Linked DNA regions of Mus musculus: regions 1, 2 and 3 are each linked to region 4. Evidence: chromatin contacts called from public Micro-C and promoter capture Hi-C data. All regions are on one chromosome and are shown on one strand. Each heading gives the region's core, a stretch centred on a gene start, on an enhancer-like site or on the middle of the called end of the contact. The rest is flanking DNA. Distances are from core to core; before and after follow the strand shown. Region 1 holds the start of 1700057H21Rik (RIKEN cDNA 1700057H21 gene). Region 2 holds the start of Rnd3 (Rho family GTPase 3). Region 3 has its middle 22 kb from the start of Gm13491. Region 4 holds the start of Lypd6b (LY6/PLAUR domain containing 6B).

The links. Promoter capture Hi-C pulls out the DNA fragments that hold promoters and counts their contacts. Hi-C and Micro-C count contacts between places; a contact is called where the count stands out from the background.
Region 1: a contact with region 4 is called in a promoter capture Hi-C map of pre-B cells, with 10 times the contacts expected there. The contact joins the promoter of 1700057H21Rik here to the promoter of Lypd6b in region 4. A contact is called at or near these places in 8 of 39 promoter capture datasets (3T3-L1-derived adipocytes, the C10 cell line, embryonic stem cells and 4 more).
Region 2: a contact with region 4 is called in a Micro-C map of embryonic stem cells, with 5 times the contacts expected there. The contact joins the promoter of Rnd3 here to the promoter of Lypd6b in region 4. A contact is called at or near these places in 5 of 39 promoter capture datasets (the 3T3-L1 cell line, hippocampal neurons, liver and 2 more), 2 of 484 Hi-C or Micro-C datasets (embryonic stem cells and neural progenitor cells) and 3 of 115 datasets of contacts at active chromatin or transcription factors (astrocytes, embryonic stem cells and stem cell-derived neural progenitor cells).
Region 3: a promoter capture Hi-C map of hematopoietic stem and progenitor cells shows a contact between it and region 4, with 4 times the contacts expected there. The contact joins the enhancer-like site here to the promoter of Lypd6b in region 4. A contact is called at or near these places in 6 of 39 promoter capture datasets (the 3T3-L1 cell line, hematopoietic stem and progenitor cells, hippocampal neurons and 2 more).

What each region holds. Positions count from the first base shown.
Region 1 is chr2:51,435,982-51,439,349 of GRCm38.p6, forward strand. It overlaps 1700057H21Rik (RIKEN cDNA 1700057H21 gene), which reads right to left and starts at 1,919. Exons shown (of 3, transcript NR_130155.1): 1 at 1,713-1,919; 2 at 142-248. It overlaps Gm32434 (a long non-coding RNA gene), which reads left to right and starts at 2,011. Exons shown (of 5, transcript XR_374359.3): 1 at 2,011-2,085; 2 at 2,192-2,334; 3 at 2,653-2,708.
Region 2 is chr2:51,146,870-51,150,478 of GRCm38.p6, forward strand. Rnd3 (Rho family GTPase 3) reads right to left here and starts at 2,242. Exons shown (of 5, transcript NM_028810.2): 1 at 1,856-2,242; 2 at 1,355-1,442. The coding sequence starts at 2,005.
Region 3 is chr2:51,587,134-51,590,459 of GRCm38.p6, forward strand. No RefSeq gene overlaps it. Among named protein-coding and RNA genes, the nearest start is that of Gm13491, 22 kb to the right of the region's middle. Within about 2 kb of position 1,403, at least 19 of the 459 cell types and tissues checked have an H3K27ac peak or open chromatin away from gene starts, as enhancers often do. A contact at or near this core is called in hematopoietic stem and progenitor cells, where this site is marked.
Region 4 is chr2:49,785,957-49,789,374 of GRCm38.p6, forward strand. Lypd6b (LY6/PLAUR domain containing 6B) reads left to right here and starts at 1,727. Exons shown (of 7, transcript NM_001379382.1): 1 at 1,727-1,817.

The DNA.
Region 1 (3,368 bases), core at 669-3,168, 1.7 Mb after region 4:
TATTAAAGTGAGGTGTTATTTATGGCATGTGGGATTCAAACTCATGTAAAAAGAGGATAAATCAACACGGAAGAAAACAGGTGAGGCCTTAGTTTGCAAAAGGGAAGCCCAGCACAGCATATTTTAAGGATGGGACAATACCTGGTGCGCTGATTTGAAGTGATCTTTGTGGCATGTGCCTTTTTTGTTGTTGTTGTTCAATAACAAGTTCCAGAGAATGTCCCTCGACCTCCACCCCCAGCTGCTTCCTGTAAATGAAGGCAAGGAAAACTGCAGAGAAAATGAAGGCTGAAGAGCTCAGCATGTGCCTGGGAGCCAGGGTAGAGACAAAGGAGCAGCCTTGAGGCCTGAGGGAACCAAACTCAACAGGGAGAATCTGGAGTCAGAGGTGAACCGCGTGGATCCACTTACAGAAATCCAGAGGGCACCAGCTGGCTGTGAACATGGTGGCTTGGTTTGACCCTCTTCCACCTTAATGCTTGGAGGGTGACCCCAAAGAATACTGTGTTGTTTTTGTTCTCCCCTTGCAAGTCACCACAGAGAAAAGTAGCCCTGTGGATTTGTTTCTAAATCGATTCTAACCACCTCGCCAACAGAGGAAAACTAAATACAGTTTACTTACAAATACATATATTTTTGTTACATCATTTCCACCCTTTTATAATTTAAGCATTGTCTCTGAAAAAGTGACAGGAGTAGGGGCTGGAGAGATGGCTGGGCTGTTAAGATCACTGGCTGCTCTCCTAGAGGACCTTGGTTGGATTCTCAGCAGAAGTCTCTGCAGCTCCAGTTTCAGGGTATTCTGCGCCCTCTGCTGGCCTCCACAGGCAGTGCATGCTCGTGGTACCCAGACAATGTCAGCAAAACACCCCCGCCCTAGTTTTGTTACTATAAATGTTTCTGCCTTACAAATACTGGTGATTTTCATCAATGATCTTGATGCTATATGCAGTTTTAAGAAATATTTTTCAATTTAAATAAAGTTAACAATTTGGAAAGTCAAAAAAAGAAAAAAAATAAACAGTGTCAAAGTGAGAACAAAACAACAGCATGGAAATCCTAGGATATTTTCAAAAGGGAAAACTCTTCAAACAGAAATCTACCCTCCTCTTCAGCCAGGCTAACCCCCAGATGCCCCCACCTCTCCTCTGCCCCAACCTCCACATTATAATATTCTCAACTGATAGCAAATAGAAGCAGGGGAAAAAAACAAAACAAAACAAAACACCACAACAGAATCTGCCTTTCAGTTCTAAGCACAGGCAATGGAGATGACAAAAGGAGTTCTGGACGTACTATATTGTACGTTGCTGTTTCACTAGGAGGACTGAATGCTGCTTCACTTCAAAGTGTCTCCTTTGTAAAGAAAGAAGTTTATTTGATGGCATGCTCAAGGCTTCTGTCTGTACTACGTTATCTTAGCACTGTTATGCCCAAGTCTCAGGGACCCCAAAGACTACCAAGGAGTCAATTCCGATGCAAACATACAGGGTCTTTAATGCGAGCAAGGACTCTCACCTGCACCATGACAATGGCTCAGAAATGAGTGGTTACAACAAGCTTGGCGAGTTTCCATACGGGTCAGCAAGTTAATATTTTTAAAACTGCATTTCTGACGTAATCTGTAGGAACCAGATACAGGGGCAAAACCACCTGACAAACAGGATGGCCAGATTTTCTATTTTCTGCAGGATGTCTTAGGTTATATGTACCTTGGCCCTGCCAGTGTAGCCTGACTGGCCGTTGCTAGGGGTAGGGTCCAGGAGTCCGGGCAGTTGCCGTATGATGTTCGCACAAGTGGTCTTCATGGCTTTCATCCTGGAATTGGAGTCAGGCCTCGTACAAACTGGAGCTTCTTCTTTAAAAAATGGAGTTGGTTGGGCTTTAGAGCACCACTTGTCAGTTCCTCCTAGGAATCCTTCTGGAAGCTACAAAGCACCCCTGCCTCTTTATTGGGCTATGTGACATCACAGAACATCTGCATCACACCCACTCCCACGTGATCGGCAAGTGCTGTGCGACAGAGAGAGGATGAAACACAACAAGGAGCGCAGGGCAGGGAGGATCTCCGTAGGGCTGAAGCCGGTGGGTCATGCTGCTTACTGTAGCTGGTTTTTGATTAGTCTGCGTTGCCCAGATGCTATTGCACTGGGTGGTAAAATGGCCTAGATTATTATCTCTGTGCCTCTAGGAGCTGGCACTTCACCTGCCTAACATGGAATGCTGCTTCTTAAATGGCGTTAGATTGGATTCTGGTGAATTAAGGACTGTTCACAAATCTGGAACAGAAACAAATGATCACTCCGTAACAAGAACTCCAAGGAACAAGTGATGGTAAGTCGGAGAGGGGAGGGTGGGACATTTTTCCCAACAGTCCAAGACAGATAATCCATTAAAGTCAAGTGGCTTGTGGCCAATGAGAGTTGTTAATACTACAGAGACTTGGCGAAACCATTTGTGGGTTTTCCATTTCAACACAGTATCTAACAAACATCAATTTACAGGCAACCTGGGCAGTGAGCAATAATTCCCCAAATGACCCGTCCCCAGCCCCCACCTCCCAAACACCTCCCACACATACACCCCATGCACACCCTGTGCCTTTGAGTGACCCCTTCCTTCCCAGCACTGAACTCTGTTTTTTCTGTTTAGCAATGAGTGCCCATCCTCTGCTCTTACCTCCGGGACCAGCAGCCAAGCAAACAACAGTAAGCGTCTATTTTAGTAGGATCAATACATTTCTAGATGTTGTGACTGCTGAGTGTGACCCCATGTTCTCAGGCATAGTGGAAGGGATTGCATCTCTGAGCAAGAGAACACACAATCACAGGACATCTTAGGAACCAAGGAACTGGACTTTTAAAAATGTAAACTCTATGTAGTTAGAATTTAATCCAGCTCAGGGGATGGCAATCTGACTCCTGATGTGTCTTCCCTTACCTCTAGATACTTAAGCAGAAAGCAGTCTTAAGGTAGGGTAACATGAAATCCATGTTAACCTCTCAAGACAATGATGTGAGAATTTCATCTTATCTTTAAGAAAATGACATGTAACCTTTCATATATGCTTCTCTATTAGATAGTAACAAAAATATAAATAACAGATTGTCCTAAAACCAACTGGAATAGACAGGATAAGGGAGTCTCAGTTTCACCTTTGCCCTTGACTTTGACCACACTTCCCTCTCCACCCACATACATGTTTCCCTGCCTTTTCTTCCTGCCTCTCTTTCTTACCTCACTTACCCCTGAACTGTGACTAACTGGCAAACCACAGGGCTTGCAGAAACAGCTCTCTAAAGTCCTGGTCTCACAGTTATTAGATGAGATTACTCCAGCAAACCTAAGCCATGGGCATGAAAACGAGA
Region 2 (3,609 bases), core at 992-3,491, 1.4 Mb after region 4:
AGGGAAACTGGATCCATCCTTCTCACTGCAGCAGTCTGAGCATCTGGCACCGACCGTGAGAGGCGCCGGTGCAAGACTTCCCTCTAGTCTTTCTTCTAGCCTTTGTGCTGAGGGTTGCCTCTGGAGATCTTGGGACTCTGGCCCCTTCCTCCCACAGTCTAATTCCCCAAGTCCCTCAGAGGTTCCAGCCCAGGGTGTGGGAAGCTCGCTGAAGCTCCACGAGGCCACTCCCAGTTGAGCACGGCTCCACCTCGGGCCACCCCGCCTGACAGCAACCCTGCGTGTTGGCGCTTGTGCGCTCCTCCTCGCCAGTTTCGCCCTAATCTGTCTGGCAGCCCAGTTCCCCACCAGCACCGGCTTTTCCCCTCCCAGATTGGTAGTTTCTGCTCCTCTGGAGAAGGTATGGTTTCTACTAACAGTAGGCGTTTCTCCCGACGAGCCTCTGGCCAGTCTTGATACCGGGGGTGTGTGGGGGTTGGGGGGTGCTCAGTCCTCACTGTCCCTTCCCCGAACTCAGCCGGGGCTGCCAGCCTTCCTGCCCGCGAAAATCTGCCCTCCCCACCACCTTGTGCCACGTTGGTGGGTGGGCGCATGGGAAGGCAACAACCCGGCCTTGAACCCTAGACCTCTGGACGGAACCCTCCAAGGCGCCAATAATTCAAGTAGACAGGAAGGTCAAAGGCGATCGGTGCTGCCTGCGGCTCTGCAGGCAGGCGAAGCCGAAGCAAAAGGGTAGGGGAGTGGTATGTTCGGAGAGCTGGCACAGAGTGATCCCTGGGCGGCCGCAGAAGCCGCTCTGCACCGGTGGCACAGAGGCTGCGGGGGCGGAGGCCCCGCGGTGGCCGCTGCCGGCACCACCAGCGCATTCCTGACAGTAGGCGTCACGGGCGCTGGCTCCGGCCATTCACCCATCTCCCTCAGCCTGGAACACCCCACGCAACCCGGAGGCTTTGGGGATCTTCTCCCAGCTCAGCCTGCGCCCCTGCCCCCAAACCAGATGGCTGGTGACACCCATGAGGGGCTTCCTCCGCGAGCGGGAGGGCTTCCACGCTGCTCTGTATGCTCCAGCACTGGGCCACCCTGGCGGCCCGCTCCGGCACGGCTCCAAGGAAGGACAACACAAGGCCATGCGGCCACCAGAGGCTCCTCCAGCAGGGTCACTCCGGACACCTAGCGTCCTCCTGTCCCCAAGACCACAATCACTCCCATTGCTGCCCCTGCCCAGAAAGGATAACATTTTCCGGCGGCTCGGGACCGGGAAGTCCCTCAAGGAGCCACATTAGCAGACAGGGCACCAGATCCCGAGCCCCCGGGCGCACCGGTTCAGACCGCCACGCGGTGTGCCGAGTCTTACCTGAAGTGTCCCACAGGCTCAACTCTATTCTTTGTGTGTCGATTTCAAAACTGGCAGTGTAATTCTCAAACACCGTAGGGACGTAATTCTGGACGAACGAAAGGGACAGAAGAGGAAGGTGGCAAAGAGATTATTAAAAACACGACCCGTAGATCGAACACTTGAAAAACCACCAAGCCCCCAATTAAAAAACCACCACCACCAACAACCTCACACTCCTTACACAGTAAACACGCAGCCCCCTCCCGAGAGCCCACCCAGGTCTCCCCACCCGGCCTCCCACACTGAAACCAGCAAGTTTCTGGGGCCAAGAGCCCAGGGTGCTGGCGGGTCCCAGCCAAGACCCTTCCAGGACACTTTCGCTTCCCGGCCGTGTGGCGGCAGAGACGGCTGGGCATGAGAAAGATTTTCAAGAAAATCAGTGAAGCAGGAGAAAGGCGCAGTCCTCCAGACCGGGGACCCCACCAGCCGCTCCCCTCAAGACGTGCGGGTCACACTCACTTCTGGGAAGCAGTCCTTGGCGAAGACGTGGAGCAGCGCGGTTTTCCCACACTGGCTGTCGCCCACTACTACTATCTTGCATTTCACGTTCTGATTAGGATCCATGATAGATTTACTGGATAATTTCTGGCTGGCTCTTCTCTCCTTCATTGATGTTGCCTTATTTTCTCTTGGAACAGGAATTTTCTCTTTAGAAGAAAAAATATATATATATATATACTTCTCTCTATAAAAAGCAGATATAAAAATAAATCGCAAGGCCGGCGGGAACCCCTTTAAGCACAGCGGAGTGGAGGAGGAGAGGCAGCGGCTCTTTACTCCTCTCCTACAAGTTTTCTGCCTGACTCCGCGCCTCTCTTCCCAAGTCCAATTCCGATCGGTCTGCTTTGTTTCACGCTCTCCGCGCCGCTTTATACGCCCAGCCTTCCAATCCGCTCCGCTTTCTCAATGAGAGAAGGAAACCGATCCGCCTCCTCCCCTTTTATGGAGCCTGGGAGCCAGCACGGCCGCCCCGTTGGCGGAAAGTGTAAGCAGCGCGCCCTCTAGGGTGGCGTGCAGGATGGCTTGCAGACCCAGGTTCTGGCATAACCTGAAGGTGCCAGGCAGGATTTGCAGATGGGTAGGTTGTTCAGGGCCAGGGTGAGGGGAAGCAGATAATCTGTGCACATGGATTTGCATTGGGATTCCTTTCAAATTGCTTTCCAAGGGGCTCGCCTCCAGAAGCCTCGTCATCATTTGTGAAAATAAAAAAAAAAATTCCCAATCAAATTAATAATACAGAAGTAAATCTTGGAAGGGAAAGGCTAAGTTTTTGTGTTCCCAAACCCATAAAATCATTATCTATCTATCTATCTATCTATCTATCTATCTATCTATCTATCTATCTATCTATCTATCTACCTACCTATCATCTATCTTCTATCTATCTATCTATCTATCTATCTATCTATCTATCTATCTATCTATCTATCTATGTATCTATCTATGTATCTATCTATCTATCTACATATATAGTACATAATAACATAGATGATTTATTTCAAACACTAGAACTCGTTTTCCTTGACCTTTGTAGAGGACTGGCTTTTTAAACTGTCAGATTCAGCTATTCCAGAGAAGGTAGGAGGCTTTGGGGAGTGACATGATAATGTGAATAGGTGCAGGGGCGAGAAAAAAGAGAGATGACAAAAACTATCAGAAACTTGGCCGCAACTGCCACTCTCTCTGTGACAGCTCTAGAACCAGGGGTCTAAGCACTCTTTGCTCCCTTCAGCTGTACCCTCCCTCCTTCACCTAAGAATCAAGGAGTTGGACTTAAAAAGCACACATGCTCATTGTGGAAAATTTAGGGACTCCCCTCCTCCACACACGTACTCCAGTCATTCCAAGTCTCCCTTTCAACAAGTCTTAGAAGAGACAGACAAGACTGTGTTTGTTCTCTTGTCTTCTGAGAACAGTGTCTTCATTGCCAGTCACCCCGACAGCCAGGAAGCGTCAGTTATTAAATTTGTAGTGAAGGTGTCTGGGAAGAAAGTTCAGCCTGTGAAGGGCTTGGTCAAGTGCGACTTGAATTTCACCACCAGCACCCATATAAGGAGGCACTCCTGAGACAGACCCAGAGGATCCGTGGGGCTTGCTAGCCAGCCAATCCAGTCAAATTGAGGAACTCAGGATTCAGTGAGAGGCCATGACTCAAAGATAATGTAGATAGAAATTGAGGAAGATAAACAACCTCTGGCTTCCACACATATACT
Region 3 (3,326 bases), core at 153-2,652, 1.8 Mb after region 4:
AGGAAGTGCTACAGTTGACAGGAAGCCTCAGGAACACGTAGAGAAATTGCATTCTCATTTTACAGGGGAGAAATATGAGGCCTGAAAGATCAAATGTGGATTCTGTCATTCTCCCATCAGCTACTGTCAAACCCTCTGTCTAATCCACTTAGGGAGGCACTACACTCTGCGGTTAATGGCAGAAAGGTTAGAAAAGCAGAGTTCTTCACACAAAGAAGCTTTAGGTCTTGGACTGGGGAACTTTCCCCAAATGCCCATTATCACCCAGCTCAAGATTTAGTTCTTGGCTGGAAGTGATGACACACCTGTGATTCCAGCCCCAGGGAGGCCAAGGCAAGAGAATCACAGGTTTGACACTAGGCTGGTCATGAGACTCTGGAGATGGCAGAAGTGTTTGTGGGCACTGACAACAACACTACCATCATTGCCTGTGGACTTGGAACATGAAAGGAACCTGGAAACTCTCTTTTCTTAACCTGTGAGTGGATCTAGAGGGGGAAAGAAAGGCATCTTTATCAAGAGCCTGTGTTTGTTCAGTAAAAGGATATACAAAAAGCAATAGGAGCAAAATAAGAGGGAGAATTAATCTACCCCTTCTAGCCTGAAGATTTCTATCTAGGTAGGGGAAATTTTCAATTCTTAAGTTAGAGTTTTCAAAAAGACTTGCAACAGCAAAATGTTGAACACCCCTCAAAGTGTTCAAATCCACAGCCCCAGAACCCTGGAATAAGTTATAGCTCAAAAGAGAAGGAAGTCATAGATAAAGTTAAGAGTTTGTAATCAGAATTTAAAAGACAGATTATCTTTGATGACCTTTGTAATCCTAGGAGTCCTCCAAAGGGACAAAGGTAGGCAGTCAGGATGCTGCTTTGTGGATCCCCATCACCTGCCACCACCCTCAGTGTAGCCTGGGGACAAGGACATGAGACTTGGAACCCACTTAACCATTAGGAAGTATGTATCACAGCCAGGTCACATACTTGCAAAAAGTTTTTACAACTGCATCAGAAAACCTCTGAGGGCCTGATATTAACTGCTAATATCCTAAAACTTCCTCCTCCTGAACACACACTAGGAAGGGAGGATTCACACCTGTGCACTAAGAAATGGAGAGAACAAAGGGTTCTCTTGTTTGAAGTTTCCTCTTTGAAAGCAAGCTTATGTGCTACTCAAGGTGAAGTTACACAAACATTTCCTGGACTGTGCTTTGGGCACAAATAAGGTAAGAATGACACTGAGAAACTGCAGAACCATGGGGTTTGTAGTTCTTTTGTCCTGAGGACGATGAGACCCCAGGGAAAACTACAGAAACCCACTTCCCTTTGTTCCCTGAGACTTCACATCAGGACCACTGGGGCTGCCTTGTTGCCTTCTGAAGCAGAGCCTTTCCTTGTGGTCTGAGAAGAAGGTCCACCCTACTTCCTCATACTCTTGCCAGGTTCTTAGGCACTGCCTCCACCAACTGTTGGAACTGAGTTTGAAAGCCGAGGTTTCTCCCAAACACCTAGTGAGATACAAGCACCCCGGGATTTGATAATCCCAGAAAATAAGAACGAAACAGGAAGGTAGGAAAACCACCAAGAGGATGGCTGATCCTCTCTGAGTACAACTGAGCCTTAATGCTCACTAGGACCTAAAAGAATGAGAGGGTGTGCCTGACAGTTCATGGGTTTGTATAGGCTTCAAAATGGTTGCCTGGGCTCTACTGTAGCACCATGAGGTAATATTATAAGGTGAGGTGAAGCCAGGATCCCCAGACACATTCACATGCAGCTGTGTTCACAGCATAACTGAAATAAAGAGGAATACATACTTCTCCTGCAAGACCGCCAATAAGCTGCCCAATACAAGGAACATACCGTTCTCAATACTCACCACTGGCCTGACCTCCAGACTACCTCAGTTATCTAACAGCACACCATCCATGGGTCCCAAGCTTCCGAAGGCCTCCTGTAAATGTGGCCCTCCACTAGGCGGCAGACAACACAAACATGAGTGGCCAAATATGTTGGCTACTCATCAAGGAAGTACTGCAGAAAAACTCAGCAGGTAAAGGTGTTTGCCACCACCACGCCCTATGACCTGAAATCAGTCTGCAAGTTCCACATGGTGGAAGGAGAGAACTGATTCCCAAAAAACTGTATGCTGAATTCCACACGTGCCACAAAGATCCATGCACATATACACACACTCACATGCACATGTGTGTGTGTGCATGTGTAATTTTGAAAAAAAATAAAGAAGGAACAGACTAATTCAGTGTCACATAAACCATGACATAATCAATGCAGCTGTCCTCCCATTATATATCAATAAGAAAATTGAAAACATGGAAACAAATGTTAGCACTTTTTAATGTGCAGGCTCACAGCATTGCGCTGTTCTCTCCTGGTGTTCTTTACAGTATTTTGAAGAGAATCACAGACCCGGTGACTTGCCACAAGAGACTAAGAAAGGCATGATATTCTTGCTTAAAGCTAGTAGCTTCTTTGGGTCTTGTTGAAATTATCAAGCTTCTTCCTCAGTGTCCCTTTGTAGGACTCTCAGCAATGGCCAGAGCAGAACCCCAGGGCACTGACATGAGGCAGGGTGGGCAGACACTCAGCAGTGGGCTGCTGCCATCCACAGCCTTTGATCTCACAACCACAGTAGCCCATGCATGAAGCTGCTCCGCTCATTTCTTTCCTGGAGCATTCTTGGTCCCCAGTGGCAGGCACCATACAACATTCAGATGCAGTTCCTTTAACTGTCACAGGAAGCTCAGAAGATTGCTGTTAATTGCATGGTACATCTTGCTTCACTCTTGCTCCTGGAGTTCATTGCTTTGCAGACTGCAAATCAAATTAGGTGTGCTGACTTCTCACAAAGAGCAAGACTCCTTTAGGGTTTTCTTCTCTTCCTTCCTTTCCTTTTCTTTCTTCTTTCTTCCTTCCTTTTTTTCCCTTTCTTCCTTTCTTCCTTCCTTCTCTTAATACTCAACACCACAATGTTCTCTGTTCTTTCTCACTTATACATAAATGTAAAAACTCCCCACTGACTAACTGGAGCCTGTATAAAAGCCGACATCAGTCTTATCTTATACCTGTAAATGCCATTTTTTGAAAACTGGCATTAAGCATTAGATTGGACTTTATTTTTAAATACACATTTTGAGGAGAGGAATGAATTATTACCAATTAATTAGCTGCCTGGTGCGTTCAAGAACAGTGGTGCAACATTCACTTGTAAATCTATAAAGCAGAAATCCTGAAGAAGCTCGTGTGCCATGTAATTAAAGTTAATTAACGCATTTGCTAATTGACTATTATTTAGCTCTCCAGCTGCTG
Region 4 (3,418 bases), core at 477-2,976:
CTGGTGACCCATTAGGCAGGCCCTGCCACAACTCCAACCTGGGACAGCAGCCTCCATACCTGCCATGGGGGAGTCGCGGCTGTGGTTAGGCACACCCAGGTGTGGCATCCTCTGTAACTCTTTTCCAGGATGGACTGTCTAGTGTGATCAGTCCTGCCAAGGAGCACCAGATCTGAAACACTTCCTTATGTCTGATCCACTGATGAAAGAGGGGCCCAGGCCTTGACTGTGTTGGGCCTGTGGTCAGGGGGAGGGATGGAGGAGTTCACTTGTCCCTGATATCACCTTGGCAGAGAGCCTTCAGCCTTTGCCTTGCAGGTTTAGTAGGCAGTCATGGCAGGGCCCTGAAGGTGTTATTGGAATGACGGGCTCTGTAGGTCTTGGAAGATGAGCATTGTTTTCTGTAGCAGATTTGGGTTGGTTTTCTCTGTGAGTCCATAAATGGAACCAGTGGGGAACTAGCTACACCACAATACCCCTTGCATATGTGCTAAGATCATCTGTCTGTTAAGTGGAAAACTTTTTAAATTCTCCTCTTTTAGAGTCTGTGGCTTGGGTGTCCCTTGACCTGCAAAGCCCATGATTAGAAGTCTCTAGAGTAGTCACCCTGTGCCTAGTCTCTATGGGAGATCTGCATCCCGCTAAGCACCTCAAGCCTCCAGGCCACCATGCTCTCTTTGGAGACAGGCCTGGGCCTCAGAGTCAACTTTGCCGCACCCTGGGTCAGTTGTCCTAACTCTGGGTTGGTTCCCACTGGTGCAAGCCTGACAGACAAGCCATCCTATTCTGTGAATTTCTCTCTGAGTGACCTCTTTCTAAGTTAGAGATCTGCCTGACCATTTACACGGGGCGTTCTGAGAGTGTGGGTCTACAATCCAGCTGTCTCCTTGGAAGTGTTTGGAAGAAAAGTGATAAAAAGAGTGACTTGAGCCGCGGTGGTGGCGCACGCCTTTAATTCCAGCACTTGGGAAGTAGAGTCTGATGGATTTCTGAGTTCGAGGCCAGCCTGGTCTACAAAGTGAGTTCCAGGACAGCCAGGGCTACACAGAGAAACCCTGTCTGGGGTGGGGTGGGGGGTGGGGGGTGGGGAGAGTGACTTGAAATCTAGGAAGCTTGCTTTCAAGTGACAACACAGAGTAACACTAGAGCCAGTTTGACCTGGGGACCATACTTTGGCATTCTTTTGCTATTCACAGAGCCCTGAGCTGCCCTGCCTTTGTACAAGGCTTTCGGGATTTATCTGCAGTGGAACTAGGTTGGATTTACAATCCAAAGTTGCGGAGGACATAGCAATGGGAAATTATCTTACTAAAATAAGGAAAGTCATCGCTTGAGGGGTAGGTGAAGCAAGGAAGGGGTACGACGGAACGGTCTAAAAGGCCGAGTTCTGTTTCTCAAGTCAGTAGCACTCTTTGCCTCATCGTTTTCACCCCAGAGTGACTCCACCTCACTCTGTGAGGGCTGCGGTGTCCCTCTAGCTGCTCCGCGCGGGGTCCGCGCTCTTTTCCCAGCCGGCCAGGCTAGGTGGGAACAGCTCCTCTTTGCACGGGTGCATTAAACGACCTACTCGCGTTCACTGGGCTTGGTGCCACCGGGCGCAGGACCCAGGCGGCGTCCCCAAGCGGGCACCCGGGCGGCTCCCCGGCGTGCGGCGCTCACCTGTCGGCCCGCCTCTCCGGGACGACCCAGGTGGCTCGGGGCGGGGAGGATCCGCGCCCCGCCCCGCGCGGCCACAGCCATCGCCAGCCCGGAGCGGGTGTCTGGAGCCCAGGCCGGGAGCCGAGCGAGGCGCCGGGAGCCGGCCGGCGTCCGCGCAGGTGAGCCGGGCGAGCTCTGCGGGGCGGCCGCGTGCAGATCCCGCAGAGCAGGGGCTGGGAGGGGCGCGCGGCTGCGGCGAGCACTGCGAAACGCCCCGCGGAGCATGGGGACTCTCCGAACCGCAGGGGAGCGCAGCTGCCCACATCTGGATGGGGGACCGAGCGGGCGCCTCGGGGAGCTGCGTGGTCTCCCGGTGACTCCGGGGCTGGAGGCCACGGCTAAGGCTGGGGCCCCACCGCACCGCCAAGTGCGAGCCAGCTCCCGCCCTTCCCTCTGCGGCGCTTGAGCTCAGCCCGCGGGGGCCGCCAGTCTCCCCTTCCTGGCTTTTGACTTTGTTGTTAAATCACTAACCAGCACATTGGTTAGTTTAGTTACGTAGGCTTCGGTGAAGCGGGGTCGGCTGGGTACTCTAGGGGGGCATACGTAGTAAGTCCGCGCTGGTCTGTGTGCCCGAGGGTGTTGTGGGGTGAAAGGTGCTGCTCTCCTCCCCGTGTCTGGTGCCTGGTCATCAGAGTGATGGAGTGGGAAGAGTGGTCCATTATGGTGTTTAAATTACTAGCTCTGTGACCTTGAGCAAGCTCCTTAACTTCTCTGAGCCTGTTACCTAAAAGATAATATAGGTGTTATAATCATCAGATGCCCTTAAATTATTTGATGCCCATGAGGTACCTAGCACGATGCTTGAGGGTTTTTCCTCCCGGTGTAGTCCCTAGGTGTTAAAGTATTCTCTCCAGAGGTCCCGGGCATCGGAATAGAAGACATCGGGGAGGGAGTGAGGTGTGTGTGTGTGTGTGTGTGTGTGTGTGGGAGTGGTAGTGTCTGTGTGTCTGGGAGGGTCGTGGCAGCCTTCTGACAAGCTGACTATAGTAGCAAGGGGGGGGGGGTGTGGATTTGGCGGGGCTGTTCCCAGCTGCTAAGCTCAAGACTGGTCAGTGCAGTATCCTCCTTCTAGCAGGGGGCAATTAGCCTGCTTCTGCCATTGTGAACTGTTAGAATTCTTTTCTTAGGGTTTAGGGTTTGGTGACTTGAAAGTTGTCTTATGCAACGTAGGAATTGGCTGAGTCCTCCAAAGGAAAAGTCTGAGGGTTGCAGTTTCCAGTGTAGCTAGATCTTATCACTCCTATGAGCTCTCAGGACAAGTTCTCTCCTCAGGGGCACTTTCCCCACTAGGTTGACATATTCTTTTGTATGCAATGGTCATTAGAGCAGGCACCATATCTTCAGGCTTACCACTGAAGGGAATAGAGTAAAGACGAAGAGTGGGAGGGAAAGAGAGAGAGAGAGAGAGAGAGAGAGAGAGAGAGAGAGAGAGAGAGAGAGAGATCTCTTCCGTTATTCTATCCTTCAGCAGACCTTCCTGGAGCACTGGACCATAGTAAGTTCAAGTCATCTCAGCAGATCAAGAGTGGGTTTCCCTAAGAGGATTGGATCTGTATTACCCAGATGCCACCAGTGCTGTAGAGGATTAACTCAGCTAACTGGGATGGACCTGTCTCCCTCAAGCATAGGCGATTTGAAAGCCAGCTTTCAAGAAGCAAGTTTCGATTCTGGGCAGACAAAAATAGGACTGTGTGTGTTGAGCCGTGTCTGCTTTTCTTTG